Regions from separate parts of the Ovis aries genome. Here region 1 is linked to region 2. The links are chromatin contacts, called in public Hi-C maps. All regions are on one chromosome and are shown on one strand. The core of a region is the stretch at or near the end of the contact, and the rest is flanking DNA. Distances in the headings are between cores, read along the strand shown. Region 1 has its middle 10 kb from the start of HCK. Region 2 overlaps MYLK2 (myosin light chain kinase 2).

What was found. A called contact is a pair of places that touch in the nucleus more often than the background predicts.
Region 1: a contact with region 2 is called in a Hi-C map of skin fibroblasts, with 2.2 times the contacts expected there. The contact joins two enhancer-like sites. A contact is called at or near these places in 8 of 16 Hi-C or Micro-C datasets (hypothalamus, liver, mixed tissues and 5 more).

What each region holds. Positions count from the first base shown.
Region 1 is chr13:61,215,849-61,223,342 of ARS-UI_Ramb_v3.0, forward strand. No RefSeq gene overlaps it. Among named protein-coding and RNA genes, the nearest start is that of HCK, 10 kb to the right of the region's middle. Within about 2 kb of position 3,748, at least 17 of the 54 cell types and tissues checked have an H3K27ac peak or open chromatin away from gene starts, as enhancers often do. A contact at or near this core is called in liver, where this site is marked.
Region 2 is chr13:61,027,814-61,034,771 of ARS-UI_Ramb_v3.0, forward strand. It overlaps MYLK2 (myosin light chain kinase 2), which reads left to right. Exons shown (of 14, transcript XM_060397686.1): 5 at 818-1,116; 6 at 2,892-2,997; 7 at 3,566-3,659; 8 at 5,714-5,823; 9 at 5,920-6,061. LOC121816196 (a long non-coding RNA gene) reads right to left here. Exons shown (of 2, transcript XR_006055675.2): 2 at 2,593-6,186. Among named protein-coding and RNA genes, the nearest start is that of MYLK2, 19 kb to the left of the region's middle. Within about 2 kb of position 1,793, at least 35 of the 54 cell types and tissues checked have an H3K27ac peak or open chromatin away from gene starts, as enhancers often do. A contact at or near this core is called in liver, where this site is marked.

The DNA of each region.
Region 1 (7,494 bases), core at 2,498-4,997, 190 kb after region 2:
GGTGGCTCAGACAGTAAAGAATCTGCCTGCAATGCAGGAGACCCAGGTTTGATCCGTGGGTCAGGAAGCTCTCCTGGAGAAGGAAACGGCAACCCATTCAGTATTCTTGCCTGGGAAATCCCATGGACAGAAGAGCCTGGCAGCTCATGGGGTAGAAACTTCTCATTTCTGTCTCAAAGCAAATTGTTCCAAAACATTATTTTTCAAGCTTATCACGCAGACAGTGCCTTTGATGTATAAAGAGAACATTCAAATAAATAATAAGGACCCATAGCCCAACAGAAAAATAGGCAAATTATTTTTTTCAGTTCACAGAAAAGATAATTGGTTCTGAAACTTGTGACACAATGTTCAACTTCACTCTAATAAGAAAAATGCAAATTAAAACTGCATTGAGAAGTCTTTTTGTTTTTTTTCAGTTACTAGATTGGCAGAGTTTGGAAAGTTTGACAACTTACAGTGTGGGTAGGTGTGAGGAAACAGGCAGGCACTCACACGTTTTGGGTGGGAGGGCGAGTTGGTATAAACCCTACTTAACAATATCTATCAATATTTTAAATGCACACACCCTTTGATGCAACAGTTTCACTGCCAGGAGTGTCTCCTGCATTCATACCCACAACATGGAAATGATGAATATACAAGGAAAATCACTGCAGCTTTGCTTCTAAGGACAAGAGATTGGAAATAAATCGAGTGTTCAGTGATAGAGAACTGATTAAATAAACTGGGGCTCGTGCAGACAACAGAATACCGTGCAGCCATAAATAAGAAGGGAGTAGCTCTCTGTATGGCTGTCCTTTAGTTGCTGTCATGTCTGACTCTTTTCGACCTCCTGGACTCCCTGCCAGGCTCCTCTGTCCATGGGCTTTCCCAGGCAAGAATACTGGAGTGGGTTGCCATTTCCTCCCATTTCCTTCCCAGCCCAGGGATCAAACTTGCATCTCCTGCATTGGCAGGCAGATTCTTTACCACTGAGCTACCAGGGAAGCCCAGCTCTCTGTGTACTGATGTGGAATTGTTTCCAGGATAAAGTAATTGGAAAAAAGAAAAGCAAGATGCAGAATAATGCACTTTGGATGGTGCTATCCTTCTCTTTAAAGAGGGCAGAGAATGTCTGTGTCTCCGCATGGAATACATAGTTCTGGAAGGATATACAAAACAGGTGATAGTTGTTGTCTCTGAGCTGGAGGAATGTACAGTTGTAAAATATGGAGGAAAAGAAACTCTCTTTTCGTGATGTATCTTAAATATTGTGCCATGAGTATGAATCACAGAAAAACAATTAAAAATGTGTTACTGCAGTATTTATCATACTCTACAACCCCATGTGTTTCCGTGTCTACCTGACCTCCCCATCTCCATCTCCAACACATGCACACACACACACAGATCTTGATCTTGTAAGGGGGATGGGAAGAACTGGTTGTGACTTATGCTCCCTCCTGGAGCCCAACACAGCATCCAACACAAAGCAAGTGCTCAGAGAATCTGAATCCATATTCACAATGACTTCCTTCTCCAAGAAGCCCCCACGTAGTCTCACCTCCTGGCATTCCTGCTCTTGTGTGGGCCACTCCCACATGGAATGGAGATGACCTGTGTGACCAGCGTGATGCATCACCTCCTCTCTCCAATTACTCGCTCTAGGGGAAGCCAGCCGCCATGTCATCCGCACACTCAGGCAACCAACCTTATGGGGGGGTCCACGTAGTGAGCTTCTGGGCCTCCTGCCAACAGTTGTATGAGTGAATCATCCTGGAAATGGCTCTTCAGCCCCAGTCAATCCTTCATTTGACTGTAAACCAGGTTTACCTTGCCTGTTTCAGAGAGACCCCAAGCCAGAGCCACTAAGCTAAGCTGCTTCCAGATTCCTGACCACAGAAACTGTGTGAGATAACTGTTTATAATGTTTTAAGCTATTAAATTTAGGGGCAATTTGTTACACAGCAATGTGTAAATAGTACAGTCAATAGTCTTTATTAAGCATCTAGTAAGGTAAGTAAAAGACGCTTACTCCTTGGAAGAAAAGTTATGACCAACCTAGACAGCATATTCAAAAGCAGAGACATTACTTTGCCAACTAAGGTCTGTCTAGTCAAGGCTATGGTTTTTCCTGTGGTCATGTATGGATGTGAGAGTTGGACTGTGAAGAAAGCTGAGTGCCAAAGGATTGATGCTTTTGAACTGTGGTGTTGGAGAAGACTCTTGAGAGTCCCTTGGACTGCAAGGAGATCCAACCAGTCCATTCTGAAGGAGATCAGCCCTGGGATTTCTTTGGAGGGAATGATGCTAAAGCTGAAACTCCAGTACTTTGGCCACCTCATGTGAAGAGTTGACTCATTGGAAAAGACTCTGATGCTAGGAGGGATTGGGGGCAGGAAGAGAAGGGGTCGACAGAGGATGAGATGGCTGGATGGCATCACTGACTCGATGGACGTGAGTCTGAGTGAAGTTGGTGATGGACAGGGAGGCCTGGCGTGCTGCGATTCATGGGGTCGCAAAGAGTCGGACATGACTGAGTGACTGAACTGAACTGAAGGTAAGTAAGTATGTCAGTTGTATCTGACTCTCTGCGACCCCTTGGACTGTAACCTGCCAGGCTCCTCTGTCCATGAAGTTCTCCAGGCAAGAATACTGGAGTGGATAGCATTCCCTTCTTCAGGGCATCTTCCCAGCCAGGGATCTAACCCAGGTCTCCTGCATTGCAGGCAGATTCTTTACCATCTGAGCTATACTGTGTATCCATTCTGTGGGGGAGTACAAGAAAAAAAGACATGATCCTGCCCTCAGGGGAGAAGGCCATGTCCACATTCATCCTTCAACAAACATTTATTGAGCACTTACTATATACCTGGCCCTGTGTGAGATGCTGATTCATAGAATGCTGGCAATTAAAACAGGACAAAGGGGAACTTTCAGGATTGATGGCAATGTCTATTTTAATGGGGTTGAATTTATATAAATGTACAATCCATTTGCAAAAATTCAGCAAATGAACACTTAATCTTATGCAGTTTGTTGTACATATATTTCACATCAAAAATTTGTAAACAAACATTGAACTAATTCACTCTGAAATACTTTTAAAGAGAAACTGATGCACAGCTAGATGAATAGACGTGATAAAGCAAGTAGAATGTTCATGGTAGATGCAGGTGGTGAGTATAGGGGTTTTGTTGTAAAAGTCTTTGAGTTTTGATGTATTTGGGGGAAGTTTTGCAATAAGAAACTTTACTGAAAGGACCCTCCATAACCATACATACCAATCCTCTCATTTATTATTATTTTAATTACACAAATAAAAACAAATACAGTCTAGTTTTAAAAGCAGAGGAAAGGTCACCACCTCTTTCTCTCTGGTCCCATGTTACACTCTTCTTCAGTGACTATCTCTGTTCTTGTCGGCTGTGTATATAGGTAGACACAAAACAATGTGTTTCCCGTTTGTTTTTGTTTTTTTTAAATGAATAATGCTCTCTATACTATTCTGAAAGCATATATTGGGCTCTCTCCATGATAATTCATACACAACGCCTCAGTTTTAAATTGCTGGGTAGGATGTGCCCTCTCATTCAAGATGTGAGTCTCAGAAAGGAGGTCTTTTTTAGGAATAATGAGTTAGGACTGCCAGGAGGCGAGCCTCCTCCCCGGGCTCCAGGCCTGGACTCACCTAGCCGGAGCTCGGCCACCGTGTGAAGACCAGGCTGAGCGCGGGTTGGCGGGCAGGTCCTGCTCTGCCCCGCCCATCTTCCCGCCCATCCCTCCGCCCTTTCGAAGGACTCCCCTGGGCTCTGGTGCACCCGGACCCAGGAGGAAGTCCGCGTAGCGCTTCCTCTTTTGTCGGCCTCCGGAGACACTGGGGGAAGGGAGTAGGGTTGTGAAACCGAACTGTCCCCTACCCCTCCTCCCCGGGGGAGATCCATCAGCTGGAGGTGGCCACGCAGCTGGGGGCAGAAAAACAACTCCGTGGACACCCCCTCCACCCCCGTCCCCGTTCCGCTCCGCCACACCCCTGAGCAGGAGGTCGGCTGCCGCTAGGGTATACCTGGGGTAGGTGGGCTTCCAAGACACCCATAGGGCAATCTCCCTGGTCACCCTCATGGAAAAGTCCCAGCTCCTTATCCGGTACTGCTGCTGCCATCTCCAGCCTCCAGATGTGCCTTCTCTTGCCTAGGGCTTCAGTTCAGTTCAGTTCCGTCGCTCAGTCGTGTCCTACTCTTTGCGACCCCATGAATCGCAGCACGCCAGGCCTCCCTGTCCATCACCAACTCCCGGAGTTCACTCAGACTCACGTCCATCGAGTCCGTGATGCCATCCAGCCATCTCATCCTCTGTCGACCCCTTCTCCTCCTGCCCCCAATCCCTATCAGCATCAGAGTCTTTTCCAATGAGTCAACTTTTCTCATGAAGTGGCCAAAGTATTGGAGTTCCATTCAGACACCAACAAAAAGAAGGTTTGTGTTTCCTCAAACAGGCCAGTCTTCAGTCTTTGAAAGGCTGTAGTTTCTGTCTGGAGGACCCTTTGCCGTGACCTTAAACCTCAAAGGATCACCTTCTCCAAGAAGTTCTCCGTGATGCACCGCAGGCAGAGCCAGTGTCCCTCCTACTTGGTTCTACAATGTCATGTGCCTCTCTACCACAGAATTTTCTACTTCTGTGTCTAAGTTGTTGGTCTAAGTTTCTGTCTCCCTAGCTGAATTGCTTGAGGGCCAAAACTATCTTGTAAATTTTTGTCCTGGCAGCTCCTGACTGCTTTCGGAGAGATTAAAGGACATGGGCCCTAACCTTGCTCAGGTGAATTAACAGAGAGAGCTGTAAAACAAGCTTGTAGAAGAGTACAGAGAGTATATTCATTTTTTAAAAATATAACATGGTTATTTTTTTTACCTATGTGTGCGTGCATGCTCAGTCACTCAGTGGTGGGTAACTCTTTATGACCCTGTGGACTGTAGCCTGCCAGGATCCTCTGTCCATGGAATTCTCCAGGCAAGAATACTGGAGTGCGTTGCCTTTTCCTCCTCCAGGGAATATTTCCCACCCAGGGATCGAATCCACATCACCTGCAGCTTCGGCATAGGCAGGCGGATTCTTTACCACTGTGCCACCTACCTATATTTGTATGTAAATATGTAAAGAAAAGCCTGGAAGCTACACAAAGTAAGCCCTTAATAAGTATTAATAGAATTAATGAATGGGTTTGGATCCTAGGCACTGCCATTCATTTCGTCATTCTATTTGTTTCCTTCATTCAGTTTCTCCATCTATAAAACAGTGTACATGAATAGTATCTGCATGGAACATGCCAAAAAAATGTAGAAAAGATAGACAACAAACAGGTTAACATAGATATGTATTAGAGTGCCTGGTGGTGACAAGTTCCCTGGAGAAAAATAAGCCAGGGCAGGGGCGGAGGTGGGCTTGGCGGGGGCAGCTAGAGAAGATGGAGACTGGAGGAGTTTTTTAAGAAGGACCTTCTAGGGGCTACTGTGAAGTTCTCATGGGCTAACCTTCTCAGTTTTTCATTTGCCTCTCTTGGAAAATGAGGGCAACAGTGACCTCCTGCCTGGGAGAGTGTAGCTGTGAAACGAACACTGGCTACTTGGCAGCTAAAAGGGGAAATATCTGGGCCCTGAAATAATCATTGTGGCTCTCTTCCCCATCCCCTATCCTGCTTTGAATGTAGAACAATCAGCAGTTCCCAAAGCATTTGAAATAAATAAAATGCAAATATTCCTGGAAATAGGAAAATATGTTTCTGAAAGAGCAGCCCTCTGTTCCTCTGTAAAGTGAAGGCTGCGTTGTTCTCCAAGACTGAGCCCTGTGTCATGTCCCACCATCAGCATCTCTCTCTCCCTGCTCTTCAGTCTCCAGGGCACACTCACCAAGTTTGTGTAGTTGTTACAAGCTTTTGGAGGCACACTGGAGGCTCAGAGACCTGGGTTTGAATTTGTTCTTGGCTGTGTGACCTTGGACAAGTGTCTTTACTCCTCTGAGCCATCCTCTTATAATCATCCCTGTTTCAAGGAGATTAAATGAGATGATGTAAGTGAGGGCACAGTAATGAACTTGACATGCAATGATTCAGTGACCTGGTGAGGTCAGCGCTCTTACCATTCCACTTCACAGATGAAGAAGCATGGACAGAGAGGAGTAGAGTAACTTGACCAACGTCACAGCTAGTGAGAAGCAGTCAGTCCAGCCTCAGTGCCTTTGCTTCCATCATTCTTGCCCTGCTGGCCCCAGTGTCAAGTGCACAGACAGAACCTTTTGGGACTCTTCATCCCCTAAAAATCCTACCTAGCTCAACTCTATCTTGTCCATGAAATCTCTGATATTTTAAATGACTTTACTTTTGAATAATTAATATTATTTTTTGAATAATTAACATATTCAGGTGGTTCAAAATTCGAGAGTACCAAGGGTATACTAGGACCAATAAGCCTCCGTCTCTCCTCTCTCATCCAGCTACATAGTTCCCTTCCCTGGAAGAAACCACAGGAGCTGTTTCTTATGTGTGCCCTTCCTGACTCAGTCCAGGCATGTGCTGGTACATTCCCATATCTTTGTTTTCTTGTTCTACACACATAGAAAAACATAATTGAAGCTGTTATGCACCTCGCTCCCCTCCACTTACACACTTGTTCCCTATTAGTACATAGAACTTTCTTCATTTTAAAAAAGTATTATTGAATTATAATCCACATAGTCATCCATTTAAATGTACAGTCGAGTAATATTTCATATGTTATCAGAGTTGTGCAGCCATTAAGACATTTTCGTTACCCACTCCCCCCCACAAAAAGCCCTGTACCCATTAGCAGTCAGTCCTTGCTTCTTTCCACTCCCACCCTAGACAATCACTAACCTACTTTCTATTTCTGTAAATTTGCCTATTTTGGATATTTCATAGAAATGGAATTATACAATGTGTGATATTTTGTGACCAACTTCTTTCATGTAACAAATATTCAAAGTTCATGTGGTACATATATCGATGCTTCATACCATTTTGTTTTCAAATAATAGTCCATTGAATGGATATAGCACATTTTATTTATCCACTGATGGACATCAGAGTTGTTTCCACTTTGGGGCTATTATGAATAATGCTGCTATGAAAATTTCATTTACAAATTTTGATGTAGATACATTTCAATACTGTTTGGTAGACACCCTGGAAGTGGGATCACCTGGAAGTGGGTTCCATGGTAAATCCATGTTAACTTTTTAAGGATCTGCCACACCACTTTCCAAAGGGGCTGCACGGTTTTACATTTCCACCATGATATGTGAAGGTTCTAATTTCTTCGTGGTCTTATCAACTGTTGCTATTATGTGTTTATTCTTATTAGCCATTCTAATGGATGTGAAATGGCATCTCATTGTGGTTTAATTTGTAGTTCCCTAATGGCTAAGTGTTTTTATGTGCTTATTAGCTACTTGTATAGCTTCTTTGGAGAAATACCTATTTAGATCTTTTGCCCACTTTTC
Region 2 (6,958 bases), core at 543-3,042:
TTGTATCTGACTCTGCAGCCCCATGGACTATACAACCCATGGAATTCTCCAGGCCAGAACACTGGAGTGGGTAGCCTTTCCCTTCTCCATGGGATCTTTCCAACCCAGGGGTTGAACCCTGGTCTCCTACGTTGCAGGCAGATTCTTTACCAACTGAGCTATCAGGGAAGCCCACTATATTCTTAGAGCTATAATACACCACCAGTCTCAAGGTGCAATCCGTTAGCTTTACCTGAATGCCAATGATATAAGTGAGGTTATTAATGATATATTTATTGTAAACCACAATAATAACACTTACCATACCAGTTTGAACTATGTGGTAATATAAATTAGTATCATTAATATGTTATCAATTGTATCACCATAATTTTATGAATCAAGAGCTACATAACCTCCCTAATTGTTGCTACCTAATGATTAACCAAATCAGCAATCCTGTTAACAGTTGTTAATGATCTCTTAGTGCATTGATACTCAAAATAGCAACACAGACATGGGAATTCTCTGGTGGTCCAGGGGTTAGGGCTCTGCACTTCCACTGCACGGGGCGTGGGTTGGTCGTTGGTCGGGGAACTAAGATCCTGTACGTCGCATGGCATAGCTGGGAAGAAACAACCACTACCACCACAGACATTTATGTATTATTAACATCCCCGGATTTTATATGAAGTGAATTTGGATTCACCATCCCACGTGTTTGGGTGGGGGCAAGGCTGTATCAGCTCTAGATTGCAGACAAGGTTTTGGGAGGCCTGCCGGGGGGCGGGGGCTGTGGCTGCTAAGGGTATCACCCTTCTGTGTTCTCACATTTCAGCCTTGAGAAGCCACTGGCCGAGAAGCCCCTAGATGAGACATCAGACCTCATCTTTGAAGGGGTGCCTGTGACCCCTGGCCCCACGGAAAGGGAGCCAGCCACAGTAGCAGAAGGAGAGAAGAACCTCCCGGGAGGCAGCCAGAAGGAAGAAGAGAAGGCTGCAGGCCAGGCTGGCCAGGCTGGGGTGCAAGGGGACACCTCGAGAGGAATCGAATTCCAGGCCGTTCCCTCGGAGAGAGCGGAGGTGGGGCAGGCCCTCAGTCCCACAGCCAGGGAGGAGGACTGCTTCCAGATTTTGGGTAGGCTGGGGCTGCCCTGGAGCCCAGGGAGGAGGGAAGGGGCTCCCCGTGTCTCCCCCTTCTCCTCGCTTAGAGCACTAAACTCTTCTGAGCCACCTCACCCAGGGTGATTCATAAAAGTGTCATCCAACCCCAGGAAGTCTGAGTTCCTAGTCCCCTTCAAGAGACGGGGAAATGAGGACTCAGAAAAGGGAGCACCCCAAACCCACAGCTAGAACAGGATATGAACCTGACTCCAGAGCTCTCTTGTTTACTTTCTTCTACACTGGCTAAAATGGAGTTAAAAAAAAAATCATACATGTTGGAGCACCACCAGTACTCTGGACGGTGGGGTTTGAAGTTACCCTGTAAAAGGGCTCAAATGCCCTTTTAAACTGCATCCTGGACGAGTAGGGAGGGTCATGGGAGCCACAGAGGGCTGTGAACTGAGGAGCACAGGTGTGTGTGTGGAGGCGGGAGGGAGGCGGTGCCCAAGGAAGCTGGGCACGCGAGATGGGCAGGGCCGGAGCGGCCTCAAGTGCTGATGGTTTATTCAGCGAGCAGAAGGGAGCCACTGAGCGTGAGCAAGCTTGGCCAGTAGGTGAATAGGGAAAGGGCTCGGGAAAGGGTGCAGCAGGCCTGGGGGGTGGGGTGAGATGGGGTCAGGAGAGCCCAGAGTGTCCTGACAACCCCCCTCCTCCAGGCCGAGGTGCCCCGGGAGACCTGCCAGTCTGCCTGGTGAGCGGCATGGTGCCACCCAGACAGGGTGGGAGGGCCTGGCGGCTGGGCGGCAGCCAGGAGCCCTGCCTCCTCCCCTGAGCAGCGGCACAGACCTCCAGGGCCCACTCGGCCCAGCAATCACATCCTCGAGGGACGGACCTGAACAACCTCCAAGGGCCGTCTGATTTATCACCAGCCGGCTTCCCCTGCGGCCTCTTGGCTATTTATAAAGAGGTTTCCATTCCCGGTGACTCAGCCTGTCGGCGTGCAGGGCCTGCTGTTCCCCGTATTGTCACTAGGTGGCAGCAAGTCCCTACCAAACAGCTCCTTTCCCGGCTCCTCCCCGCTCACCCCTGCCCCTGGGCCAGGGCCAGGGGATACCCATTCCACAGGTGGTGAGAGCTTGTGGTGTTATTAGAGGGGGTGGTAGGCAGGTCCCATCCTCGACTCCTTCAGACACAGTAACGCCTATCTGGCATGGCGCTCCACCATTATAGTTGAAAGTGAAAGTTAGTAGCTCAGTCCTGCCCAACTCTTTTCAACTCCGTGGGCCGTAGCCCATCAGGCTCCTCTGTCTATGGAATTCTCCAGGCCAGAATACTGGAGTGCGTTGCCATTCCTTTCTCCAAGGGATCTTTCCGACCCAGAGATTGAACCCTGGTCTCCTGCATTGCACACAGATTCTCTGAGCCACCAGGGAGCTCTCGGTTGCGAACTCCCCACCCCCACCCCGCCCCGCTCCGCCCTTTTTAAAAATGGAAATGCAAAACTTTGGGATGGAGTCTTCATACTTTATAATGTGGGAGGGTCTGAGGAGTCCAATCAGCCGTACCCACTGTTGTGCCGGGAGAAGCTGAGCCCCCCTCTGACAAAGGCCTCCCAAGGAGGGCGAGTGTTGGTGGCAGAGCTGACTTTGGAAACTGGGCCCCTAGCCCCTGTCCTGGAGCCAACTGTCTCCCAGGTATCACTTGGTGAGCACCCCTGGACGGGGCCTAGGCCAGGCAGGAGGGCATGGTGCCAGGGTGAGTCCTTAGCAGCCCCAGCACTGACCGAAATGGCTCTGCTCTGCTCCACAGATGACTGCCCACCGCCCCCAGCCCCCTTCCCCCACCGCATTGTGGAACTGAGGCCCGGGAACATCAACAATCAATTCAGCCTGAACTCCAAGGAGGCACTGGGCGGGTGAGAGCTGGGGCCCCGAGCCCCTGGCCCATGGGCAGGAGAGCATGAAGTCCCCAGGCCTTACATCTGCCCCATGGAAGGCCCAGACATTCCAATCAGACGTGAGCCACACGGTCACAACTTCTTCCATGTGGTCTCACTTGTCTGTGTGCAGGCTGTTAAATGGCTGGTGTGTCAGTCACTCACACAAACACACCATTGGTCATTAGGTGTGTCCCGTAGGAAGCACGTAATACTGTCCTGTGTGTCTCAGTTTGGAGTACCACACTGACCCCTTGAGGGTGATCCCCTGTTTTGTTAGAAGTCCTGAAGTTCCCTCCCCCGGGGCCTGGAGCCCTTGCCTGCCTGTGAGGTGCCCATCAGGGGCTGTCCTTTGATGAGCCTATCCTGCCTGAGCCTGTGATTTGTGTGGGTCAGCCGTGGTCTCTGCAGTAGAGCTCACGTTTTGGGAGGGTACTGGAGCTGGCTGGGATTTCCCCATCTCACAGGGAACAGAGCACAGCACCCCCCACACCCCTCCCAACTTGGCCTTTGGAACTCCCTTACTCTCAGCCTCTTCTCTCTCCAGCGGCAAGTTTGGAGCGGTCTGTACCTGCACAGAGAAGGCCACAGGCCTCAAGTTGGCAGCCAAGGTCATCAAGAAACAGACACCCAAAGACAAGGTAGTGCAGTCTGGCTGTGGGGAGGAGGAGGGGAACCTTGGAGTGGGTGCCTCTCTCCTCCTGCCACCCACACGTATGCACCAGGGGCTGGGGGTGTGAAGCTTGATGCTCCAAAGATATCACACAGATCAACAGATAGACAGGCGGACAGTCCTGCCATAGGGGCCTGATGCCCCTGACCATAAACTTCACCCCACAGTTGGTGAATTTATCTTGGGGACTTTCCCTTCAAGCCCTCTGGTTCAAGTCAGTAAGGGCTGATGAGCACAGGCTCTGGGCCAGATGCTATGCTGTGCACTGGAGGTCCCTGAGGGAAGCCAGGTGGTCCCTGCCCTCTGAGAACAGCAAGAGAAACAGGCCTCAACACCAGCCCGGGGCCTGGTTCAGAGCAGTGTGCGTTCAAGGAGTAAATGATAGACTCATGTGGAGTGAGGGAGTCGGGTGTGTGAGGAGGTGATGGCAACCTAGCAGCCTGGCATGGGGAGAGCTACATAACTCAGGAAAGCTAGGGCGGGAGGGTGGGGAGAGGAGTTGTCACAGTGGAGTCTCCTGACTCACCCGCAGGTCAGCAAAGAGTCTCCTGAATGAAGGCTTTGAAGAAGGAGGAGCTGTTTTCCAGTGGGAAAGGCAGGGGAGAGATTTTCAGACAGAGGAGACTGTGGATAGAAAGGCCTGAGGATCAGAAATGGCAGGTGGGAACCCTTGAGTCGAGATCAAGACCAGGGGAGCAGAGACAGCACATGCAGAGGCCTGGAGCCCAGAAGGAGCAGGAGAAGCAGCTCCGGAGGAGTGCTGGGAGGTCGGGGAAGATCTTCTTTGTGACTCTTTCTCTGTTGCTTCCACTTAACGGGGCTCAGGTCCCAGGCCTCTATCATGGACCTGGCTCAGCGGAGATGCTCAAATGTGATGTGTAAATTAATTGGAGTCAGCTATTGATTGACTAATTATTGGGTACTTTTTCACAGTGCTGTGTACTGTGCCAGGTGCTAGGGAAATGGCATCGAACAAGTCCTAACATGCTAGAGAAGGGGAACAGACAACTAAAACCAATCCAAAACATAAAAAGTGTGGTGTCCGGAGCCGAGACAGTGTTAAGAAAAGTAAAGCCAGGAAGGAACAGGGTGTGTGGAGCCGCTCAGATAGGGTTAGGTGGCATTAGGCTTCTCTGAGGAAGTGGCGTGGAAGGTGAGATATTCTAAGGAATGGAATAATGGAAAATGGAACAGTCCAGGCAGTGATCCAGTGCTCTGGGGGAGCAGGTCTAGGGAGAGACCTGATCTATAACATCTGCCAATTTCCTTGGTGTAAATATTCCTACTGTGGTTGATTTCAAGCTACGGATATGACCACTGGCTGGCAGACTTTCTGAAAGTGACAAATAATGGCAGCCAAAACTAGGAAGGCAGTGGTGGGGGAGCTAAGAAATGATTGGATTTGTAATCTACTTGGGATGTGGAGTCAAAGGATTTACTGACGGGTTGCTTCCTCTTGTGAGGAAGCAAAAATAAGAGAGAAACCCTGGAAAGCTCCTAACTTTCTATCCTGCACACTGGGGTTAAAAATGACGGCCTTTTGCTGATGGACATGCTGCGGGCAACTCAACTGTGGGGAAAGGGTGGTATCAAGGGTTTAATTTTGGACATGAGAGATTTGACATGCCTATTAGGCATCCAAGGGGGAGGGACTGGTGTCTGGAGTTCAAAGGAGTACTTGCGGGTGGAGATATGTATTTGGGAATCAGTCACATCTGGATGGAATTTCCAGTCATGGGACTTGAGAATGCCCTGGGAGAGTGTAGAGCAGGGAGGGCTGAGCGGGAAGGATGGGGCCCAGGATTCAGCCAGCAGGAGGCAAAGAACCAGCAAAGCAAAGGAAAGATGTCCCAGCAGAAATGACTGTGTGGTAAGGACACAGGCTGGAGGGTAGGGAGATAGGAGGCGAGGAGACCAGTGAGGAGCGGGAGGGCAGCAGTTCAGGTTAGGTCCACCCCGAAGAGGGTGGAGGGCAGGGAGTCATGATGCTCAGATGGTACCCCTGATGCTCCTTGTCCCCAGGAAATGGTGTTGCTGGAGATTGAAGTTATGAACCAGCTGAACCACCGCAACCTGATCCAGCTCTATGCGGCCATCGAGACCCCACATGAGATAGTCCTCTTCATGGAGTAGTGAGTGTTGGCGGCAGGGTGGGGGCCTGGGGTGGGGGGGGGGAGCAGAAGGCAGCAGGCCCAGAGGCAAGCCTGTAGAGGGGTCTGTGCACACAGCATCGAGGGTGGCGAGCTCTTCGAGAGGATTGTGGACGAGGACTACCAGCTGACTGAGGTGGACACCATGGTGTTTGTCAGGCAGATCTGCGATGGCATCCTCTTCATGCACAAGATGAGAGTTCTGCATCTGGACCTCAAGGTACTCAGGGTGGGCAGCTTCCTGGGAGAGGTCGGGGTGGCATCAGACCACCTGAGATCACCGCTGCAGCCAGCCATCCCTCCATCCCCCGTGACTCCTTCTCCTCCTCCATCCAGTCCTTCCAGCTGTAAGAGTCAAAACAGGGGACATATCAGAGAGCAAGAAAGACTTGGTCCCAGCCCTCTCGAGTCTGGAGTTGTTGTAGCACTTGTTGAAAGGGTCTCTTGCAGTCCTGTGAGCCGCACATATAACACTAGCTGATCAGTGTTGCAGGAGCATCTGCTTCTGTGTAGGCCCCTGATGGGCACTGCTAATGTTTATTTACTTATTCCACAAACATGTGTTGAGGGCCCACTAGGTGCCAGGCAGTGTTGGTGATGGAGACCCACTGGTGAACAAAATAGATAAAAATGCCTGCCCTCATGGAGCTTACGTTCTAGAAGGGGAATCAGGAAGACACGTCAGTAAGTATAGTGTTGGGCTTCCCTGGTGGCTCAGCGGTAAAGAATCTGCCTGCCAAGCAGGAGACTCGGGTTCGATCCCTGGGTTGGGAAGATCCCCTGGAGAAGGGAATGGCAACCCACTCCAGTATTCTTGCCTGGAGAATCCCATGGACAGAGGAGCCTGGCCGGTTACAGGTCCTGGGGTCGCCAAAGAGTGCGACACGACTTAGCGACTAGAACCAGAGCAAAGTGCAGTGTTGGTGCAGCAGCATGCACAGGGCAGGCACTAACGGAAGTGTGTGCTGAGGGAACGTTTGTGTTCTTCTTGCTCGATATCTTGCACATAGCAGGTGAGGGAGAGCAAATACTGGGTTGGCAAAAAAGTTTGTTTGGGTTTTTCCCTAAGATTTTATGAATCCCTCCAAGTCTGATCAGCTGGCTGTGGCCGTGGTGT